2 separate regions of the Sus scrofa genome follow, and region 1 is linked to region 2. The links are chromatin contacts, called in public Hi-C maps. All regions are on one chromosome and are shown on one strand. Each heading gives the region's core, a stretch centred on a gene start, on an enhancer-like site or on the middle of the called end of the contact. The rest is flanking DNA. Distances are from core to core; before and after follow the strand shown.

Region 1 (4,500 bases), core at 1,806-4,305, 180 kb before region 2:
CACCCCTTTTTCTCTTTTCTACCTCCTGCATCAGAGCTTGAGCTCCTGGAAGGCAAGGTTGCCCTGCATTATTTTTTTGTGTGTTTGTTTTTTTGTCTTTTTGGGCTGCACCCATGGCATATGGAGGTTCCCAGGCTAGGGGTCCAATCAGAGTTGTAGCCACTGGTCTACGCCAACAGCCACAGCAACACCAGATCCAGATCCGAGGTGTGTCTGCAACCTACACAGCTCACGGCAGCACTGGATCCTGAACCCACTGAGCAAGGCCAGGGATCGAACCTCCAACCTCATGGTTCCTAGTCAGATTAATTTCCACTGTGCCACAATGGGAACTCCTGCTTCCAGTTTTATTGAGAAATAATTGGTGGCTATCATTGCATACATTTAAGGTACAGAGCATGACGTACCTTACATCATGGATGTAAATGACATGGATGGTGAAATGATCGCTATGCTAGGTTTAGATAACATTAGCCATCTCATATAATGCAATACAAAGGAAGGAGAAAGATATTTTCTCCTTGGGGTGAGATTTAGCTGGTTTTTAAGGTTCATCCATATTATTGTATATATGAATATTGAATTCCTTTTGCTTACTGAGTAATATTCCTTTGTATGGACATACCAGAATTTGTTATTGGGTTCAGCAGCTGATGATATTTTGTTTCTTCTTCCTTTTTTTCTTATAGTTTTGTTGATATTTAATTGACATAGAGCACTGTGTAAGTTTAAGGTATACAGCATAATGATTTGACTTCCATATGTCATGAAATGATTACCACAGGTTTAGTGAACATCTATCATCTCATATAGATACAAAAAAGAAGAAAAAGAAAGAACTGTTTTCTTGTGATGAGTACTCTTAGGATTTACTCTCTTAACAAATGTTGTGTATATCGTACAGTGATGTTAATTCTATTGGTTATGTCATATGCATCACTTTTTAAGTGCATCTCTGTCTCCCTGGGACTAGAACATAGTAGATGCTCAAGAAACATTTCTGGGATGGATGGCAGGAAGGATGAATAACATGAATAAAGAACAAAACTGGGAACCCAGAGAGGTAGGGCTTTTTTCTAGATATAAACTAAGGCTTTGACTCAGTATAAGGGCACAGTGGCTTCTGGCCAGGGGGTTATCCTAGAGAAACCCTGGGACCAGCCAGATTCCCAGAGGATGCCAGAGTAAGGAGCATCTGAATCTGAAATTCTTTGGAATGCCAGGGTTTCCCAGGTTGCATCAGCCCCTGGCTTGATCTTCCTGGTGTGGCCCTGGCCCTTTGGCCTGAGTGTGGACTTTTCCTGTAGATCCTGTGGGGTTCCCTCCTGGATCTCCTTCCTCCAGGCTGGCAGACCTGGGGTTCCTGGCCAGAGATCTGGGGTTCCTGGCTGGCAGAGACCTGTTTGGGGTATCTCCAATCTGGGAAACGCAAGACCCGCTCCCAACCTGAGTACAACTGTTAGTAAACTGTAAGCTAAATATTCAAATACTATACATCACACTTTTTTTTTTTTTGGCCTGTATAGACTCAGATAGTGTCTTGCCCAGAGAAGGTAACATACTCAATAAATACTGGTTGGGTACTTAACTGATCCATGTAATATGTTTAATTATAACGATAATAGGTACAGTAGCTTGAATGTTGAATGAGGAAGACTGTAGAAAAGAGATGCTATAAACTCCTACTGTTTTCTGGGATGTGTGGGGCAGCGGGTAAGACATGAAGACTAACCCAACAGGCTTGTGTCCATATTCCACTTCTGCCACATCTTTGACAGGTCCTATAATATTTCTAAACTGCTGTTTATGCTGGGTGTAATCTAGAGATGATCACTGAGCCTGTTTTGTAGGACTGTTCAATCAGAAATAAAATAAAAGAGCATAAAATGCTTAGCCTAGTATCAGGCACACCTTAAGTATTTAACAGATACTTTTAAAAATCGCATATGTCGTTTTGTTTTCTTTATGAGTTAGGATTCTAGGCCAGCGCAGGTGGCTGGGGGACAAGATCGTAATATGTACTCAGGGGCCTGTGCTGGGGTGGTGAAGCTGAGGGTGACCCCACGCTGTGTCACAGCCCCGGGAATCCCCAGATGTGCACCGATGGAAGGGTTTGCTGCAAAAGGAAGAAGAGTAAACAGGGTCAGGGAGCTTACAGGAGCTCAGAGAAAGAGTTAGGAGCAGAGGGGTCAGTCACTAAAGCAAGCTCAAGATGAATCCCTGACAAGAAGGAGTTCCCGTAGTGGCTCAGTGGTAATGAACCCGACGAGTATCCATGAGGACTCAGTTCAATGCCTGGCTCCGCTTATTGGGTTAAGGATCAGGTGTTGCCGTGGGCTGTGGTGTAGATCACAGACACGCTCAATCTGGTGTTGCTGTGGCTGTGGTGTAGACTGGTAGCTGTAGCTCCAATCCTACCCCTAGCCTGGGAACTCCCATATGTTGTTGGAAAAAAAAAAAAAAAAAAAAAAAAAAAGGAAACCCTGGCAAGGAAACCTCATGCTCTTTTTTTTGTTTGTTTGTTTGTTTTAATTGTACTGGAGGATAGTTAACTTACAATATTATGTTAGTTTTGGGTGTACAGCAAAGTGAATCAGCCATACATATACATATATCCACTCTCTTCAGATTCTTTTCCCATATAGGTTATTACAGAGGATTGAGTGCAGTTCCCTGTGCTATACAGCAGGTCCTTGTTAGTTATCTATTTTATATACAATAGTGTATCTATGTTAAGTCCAACTTCATAATTTATAATCCCCTCATGTTTTCCCTTTGGTAACCATAAATTTGATTTCAAAGCCTGTGAGTCTCTTTCTATTTTGTAAATAAGTTCTTTTGTATCATTTTAAATTACATTCCACATATAAGTTATCTTACTTATATTTGCGTTTCTCTGTCAGAAACCTCACGCTCTTATCTGGAGTACTGCTCTTGGGATCTCACTCAAACTCCATCCTACAAAGGCGGGAGAGAGAGACAGAGAGAGACCGGGCCAATGTGCAGCCACCCAACCCAGCTGTCTCTTGGAACTTGCTTCCTGCCTCGCTGGGGAGAGAGATGTGTTCTTGGCCCAGTCGTCATCCATGACCTTAGAGCACTGGGGGAGGCTGGCCAGGGGAAACAGAAGGACCCCTCCTTTTGCTGCCCTGGGAACCCTCTAGGGGATGCTTTAGGGTGAAGTCCGCACATGAGGTCATGGGGAAGGCAGCTCACCCTCACGGGGGATCTTGAGGGATGGTAGAGAAACTGCAGGGTCGGGGGACAGCCCGTGAGCTATTTTAGGCCAGGCCCAGGCTGGAGTCAATGGAGGTTTTGTTTATGTAACATCTGCAGAAGGCCCTTTGGAGAAAAATGACCCCAGTTTCCAGGCCAGGGCTGCAGCGAGCAGGGGTGTGGCAGGAGCTTCCTGTTGTTCTTGGCCCGGCTGCCCAGAGGGTGGTGCAGCTCCCCTCCTGGAGCTGCTGGTCTGCACTGCTTGCTCTTTCCTGTCACCCTTGCTCAGCTCCCTTTCTTCAGGGTAGCGCAGGCTGGGTGTCCCTCGGCCGAGGGGTGGTGGGGAAGTGGGGGGACTCAGGCTCCATGCCCCATAGTCGGCCTCCTGACCCCAGGCTTCTGCCCACTCTGTAGCCTCAGATGCTTCAGGGTATCCTTCCTGCACATGAACTTGGCTGAACATGTTCACTCTCAGAGCTGGTGCTGAGGGAAAGGGGTAGGGCCCAGGGCAACCCAGCCTGGGCCCAAATCCAGCTCTGCCATTTGGTACTGCCGCCATCTAGGGCAAGTTGCATAATCCCCTCAGTTATTTATTACATGCAAAAATGCATATAAATCCATCAGACATAAATAATACATGTCAATTTCCCTCCCACCAGCCTTGCTCCAAAGCACTAGGACTATTTTCGTATCTTTTTGAAACACAGATCCCCTTGGTGCTGAGATCTAAAGGTTTGTGTCCCTCTAAAATTCATATGTGGAAATCCTGACTCCCAAAGAGATGGTATTTAGGAGGTGGGGCCTTTGGAAGGTGATGACATCATGGGGGTGAAGCGCTCGTGAATGGGATTAGTGCCCTGATAGAGGGACTCCAGAGAGATCCCTCCCTTCACCACATGAGGATTCCACTCAAGAGATCTGCAACCCAGAACATTTATACTAATTCTATGATCTCAGACTTCCAGCCTCCAGAACTGTGAGAAATAACTGCCTGTTGTTTATTAGCCACCAGGTCTAAGGTGTTTTGTTACAGCAGCCTGAATACAGCAATTGGGAAGGGTAGGAGTAAGAAAGACATATATTTATTTATTTGCTTTTTTAGGGACCGCACCTGCAGCATATAGAGGTTCCCAGGCTAGGGGTCAAATTGGAGCTATAGCCGCCGGCCTCTGCCAGAGCCACAGCAACTAGGGATCCGAGCCTCATCTTCAAACTACACCGTAGCTCATGGCAGCACCAGATCCTTAACTCTCCCACTGAGTGAGGCCGGGGATCAAACCCACA
Region 2 (4,529 bases), core at 15-2,514:
GCTTAGTACCATGTTTGTTTGAGATTTCTGGCTCTTTTCAGCCCCGCTTCGAATCTTCAGATGAGTAGTGAAAATAACATCTTTCCCAAGACATGACATGTTCTGCTCACTGTCCTGCCTCCCATCCCTTCCCATTCTTAACTCTAACAAGAAGTGCGTTTAAGTTCTCGAGATAAACTCCTCTACTGTCATATAAATACGGATTGTCCTTTGTTCATTCAATCCTGGTGTTCTGAACCTTTTAACTTTTGCTTCCCTAATATTAATACTATGATGTTTTAAAACCAACAATGGCATATATCATCCACTAACTTTTCACTACACCTTCCTTCTGTTTTCTTTCTCTATCACCATCACATGCTGTTGGTCTTTTTCCAATCTTCTGACATTCCCCCTGTGTGCAAGGTAATTTTTCAGAAATAATTATCCATCTTTACGGCACCATTGTTCAGTAAGCATATTAGTCAAATTCTTTTATTCCCCAGGGGTGTCTGTCACCTGGAGCAGCTGATTTATGTGTGTGTGTGTTTGCCAAATATTCCTGTACCTATTTTTTTTTCTTGTCCAAACCTATCTGCATGAGCTTAATTCTTCCAATTTTCATGTATACTTAGAAAGTTTTTTTTAAAGGGAGTTTAGCATTTCATGTGTTAACATTTTTATTTCAGTGTTTGCTTCTTTTAAAAACTTAACTCTGCGTTCCTTCAGGCCTCTTGGCCTATGTGTTTATGACTCGGGGTGAGCTTACAGATTTTTAAAACTATTGCTAAGTCCTTCTGTTTCAACTCATGTGTATTTTTCTCTGTTGGGCTTAACAACGTCCACTGTCTGGGCATCGTGTTGTTCTTAAGTATTCAGGACTGTTTGGTGATCTTAAGAGTTTCTAACATCTTTCTGATATTTCTGAATAGATGTATGCTTGTTCCATTTGATATAAATGGTTAGAGACTGGAATTAAAGAATTATGAAGTATACATTTTTTAAAAATGGAATATGCTGATCAGCTTCTTAGAAACCACTTCAGTTTCATTTCCCAAAGTGTAGAGAAGTTTCCACTAGGCGAATAGTTTGGCACACATTTTTCACTCTTTTCCTCAGAGAAATCATTTTAGTCAACCCAACCTCTATTTTTGAATGTGACTTTGCCAAGTCAACAGGATTTTAGAGAATATTTTGCTCAAAGTTTATTCTGTGTCCTGACTCAGTTGTTACCTCCACCCACCCACTGGAGAATCCTGAAGTCATAGAACGCATTCCTGCCAGTTATTTTTAGAATCTACTCCAATGCCCTTATATCACTCAAGACAAATGTTTGACCCCAATAAACGAGGACACTTAAATCTGTAACTTCTCTTTGCCAGTGACGACTCCAACAGAAAAGCTCTGTTTCTGATGCAATAACCCTTCTTCCTCACAAGATTTACAAGCTGGTGAGGCCCTTGACTTGGTGGTTGGTATCAGAGTACCTTTAAGTGAAGCCCCGTGGGCACTTAGAGCTGTGAGAACAGTAGAGTTGCAGGGTCGTTTTATTTTCTTCAATGGCATTGGATTTGGTACTGATTGGTAGACAGCAAAAAGAACTAGAGTAACTCAAGATACTAGATTTCTCATCTTAACCACACGGCCAACTCAACCTGTGTCATGGATGACCCATGGGAGGACAGAAGAAATTAACACTCACTAGAGCTGATAGAAAAAGAGCGCGCAGCCTCGCTGTGGTGGACTCCCCTGCAGCTTACGAGAAGCTGTTGTCATCATTCTCTGAATGCACATTTAATCTTAAGCCAGGCAGCAAACACAGTCTTTGATAACATTGGTTTCAGGTATCTGAAGTCCTGGTATTTAAAGGCTTATGTACACATACACTCCAAAGGGATCAGAGCAGGGGTTAAACCAAACAAGTTTGAGCTGACTCATTCTCTGCAAATATGAGAATGCTTACACCGATTATGCTCCTGCTGCTCGACGAAAAAGGTCAAAAGTTCTAAAATACTACTCAAGTTCTAAAATCTCATGCTTAAAGGCATTTTTCAAAAATTTTTTTGTAGTTGATTAACAATGTTGTGTTAATTTCTGCTGTGTAGCCAAGTGTCTCAGTTAGACATATATATTCTTTTCCGTTATGACTTATCTCAAGATATTGAATACAGTTCCCTGTGCTATACAGTAGGAACTTGTTTATTATCCATTCCTATATATAATAGTAAACAAGTCATTTTTCTTTATTTTTTTGTCTTTTTAGGCCCTCACTCATGGCATATGGAAGTTCCCAGGCTGGGGGTGGAATTAGAGCTGCAGCTACCAGCCTGCACCACAGCCACAGCAATGGGGATCTGAGCTGAGTCTGTGACCTATACCTTAGCTCGCAGCAACTCCAGATCCTCAACCCACTGACAGAGGCCAGGGATTGAACCCACATCTTTATGGATACTAGTCAGGTTCATCACCACTGAACCACAAGGAGAACTCCAACAGGCGATTTTAAAAGGAGGAACTAGGAGTTTCTGTCGTGGCTCAGTGGTTAATAAATTGGACTAGGAACCATGAGGTTGCAGGTTCGATCCCTGGCCACGATCAGTGGGTTAAGGATCCAGCATTGCCATGACCTGTGGTACAGGTCACAGACGTGGCTCAGATCCTGCATAGCTATGGCTCTGGCATAGGCCAGTGGCTACAGTTCTGATTAGACTCCTAGCCTGGGAACCTCCATTTGCCACAGGTGCAGCCCTGGAAAATACAAAAAGATAAAAAATTTTTTTTAAAAAAGGGACGAACTAGGGAACAAAAGCATTTTATCAGCCCAGACATAACTCAATGGGTAAAATATCTATATCCATCTTTTTATGGACAGGAGGTAAGATAATGTCCCCACTTCTTCAGACTCTGCTTGATGACCAGAAGGGTAGGAAATATAGCTGGGGACCTTCTGGGAAGGAGACAGTGGACAACTCCCTCATCCAGATCTAGCCTCAGGCAGCTTCGCTTGGCACAGAGCCCCTGTGGCCCCATCCATACCAGAGGGAGCCCTTAACTGTGCGGTTTCTGTAAAGCACCAGAGCTCCTTTGATGGAGCAGGATGGCTACATGGCTGATCTGATTATAGTCAGGAAATCTACCATATTTAGAGTAGAAAAAAATTGAAACAGATTAAGCCCTTGGAACTGACTCCACTTTCAGTGGGACCAAGTTGATTTCGTCGTCTTTCTGGATCTCCTTCAACCAAGCAGCTCTGTGGGACTTGGCCAGATGACACTGCACGAGTGTCAATGGGCTGTTTGGCTTTACTCCCTCTGATTAGTTCCAGAAGTTGCAGAACACGTTGTCCCTGCTGAGGGTCTGCAGTTGCCTTTTTTTTTCCCTCTCTCTCCCTTTCTACCCCAAAAGGGCCCTTCTTCCAATGTGTTCATGTTCTGCCGTTCCTGGACATGTGAAAATCATGGGCTAGATGCTAATGATGCCTGCTTTGTGAACTTGTGGGTCGTGTCCCCAGGGAGCTGCACACCTGCAAGTTTGAAAGCTCTTTCAATCACAGTTTTTGAATCACAGATGAATCAAGAAAGACGCAGGCTGCATGGGGACGAACCTTTAACCAAACACATGCCATGATACTAGGCGTAAGCTATCCGGCAGAGCAAGCCAGTGGACTGACTTTTCTAAAATGTCAGACTTAGAGTTTCTGTGGTGGCGCAAAGGAAATGAATCTGACTAGTATCCATGAAGGTACAGGTTCAATCCCTGGCCTCGTTCAGCGGGTTGGGGGTCTGGTGCTGCCATGAGCTTGCGGTGTGCGTCACAGACATGACTCACATCCCACGTTGCTGGGGCTGTGATGTAGGCCGGCAGCTGCAGCTCTGATTCGACCCCTAGCCTGGGAACTTCCATATGCTACAGATGTGGCCCTAAAAAAGCAAAAAAATAAATAAAATGTAAGACCTACTCAGATTAACTGGACCTGAACTGCCATTTGGTGGGTCTCCAGAGATGAACCCTGATCTATTCGGAAAGGAAGCACAGGGGTTGTGATCTCATACCGCATCTCCAATTATGTGTCTCTCCCTGGCATTTTACCTGGGGTTGGTAGGAGCCCCAGTGCAGCAGAACTTAAGGAGGCGCTGTTCCTTGTAGCAAAAGACAGTGCTGCCCAAGGTATTTTTCTGTCACTGCCAATCCTGGCTCTTTGGCTTGAAGATGAGGTCCCACCCAACATAGGGGATTTGTGGCCAGTCGAGGAGAAAATGGTGCAGATACAGCTGATAGCATAGTGTCCCAGTCCCAGGAGCCATTAGACACCCATCCTGAGGCCCCTGTGTATTCCTCACTCTCCCTTCCTCTCTGTTCTGGGCGCTGGGCTTGTGAGTGTGTTTTTGTGATTGTGGGTTTGGTTTTTTTATTGATGTATAGTTGATTTGAAATATTATGTTAGTTTCTGCTGTACAGCAAAGTGATTCAGTTACACAGACACACACACACATATATACACTCTTTTTTTGTAATCTTTTCCATTCCCGTCTATCACAGGATATTGAATG

The links. Hi-C and Micro-C count contacts between places; a contact is called where the count stands out from the background.
Region 1: a contact with region 2 is called in a Hi-C map of subcutaneous adipose tissue, with 2.0 times the contacts expected there. The contact joins two enhancer-like sites. A contact is called at or near these places in 5 of 47 Hi-C or Micro-C datasets (alveolar macrophages, heart right ventricle, psoas muscle and 2 more) and 1 of 2 datasets of contacts at active chromatin or transcription factors (skeletal muscle).

Annotation. Positions count from the first base shown.
Region 1 is chr8:40,500,801-40,505,300 of Sscrofa11.1, reverse strand. No RefSeq gene overlaps it. Among named protein-coding and RNA genes, the nearest start is that of LNX1, 30 kb to the right of the region's middle. Within about 2 kb of position 3,055, at least 19 of the 83 cell types and tissues checked have an H3K27ac peak or open chromatin away from gene starts, as enhancers often do. A contact at or near this core is called in retroperitoneal adipose tissue and subcutaneous adipose tissue, where this site is marked.
Region 2 is chr8:40,320,611-40,325,139 of Sscrofa11.1, reverse strand. All of the region lies in intron 6 of LNX1 (E3 ubiquitin-protein ligase LNX), which reads left to right. Among named protein-coding and RNA genes, the nearest start is that of LNX1, 150 kb to the left of the region's middle. Within about 2 kb of position 1,264, at least 15 of the 83 cell types and tissues checked have an H3K27ac peak or open chromatin away from gene starts, as enhancers often do. A contact at or near this core is called in retroperitoneal adipose tissue and subcutaneous adipose tissue, where this site is marked.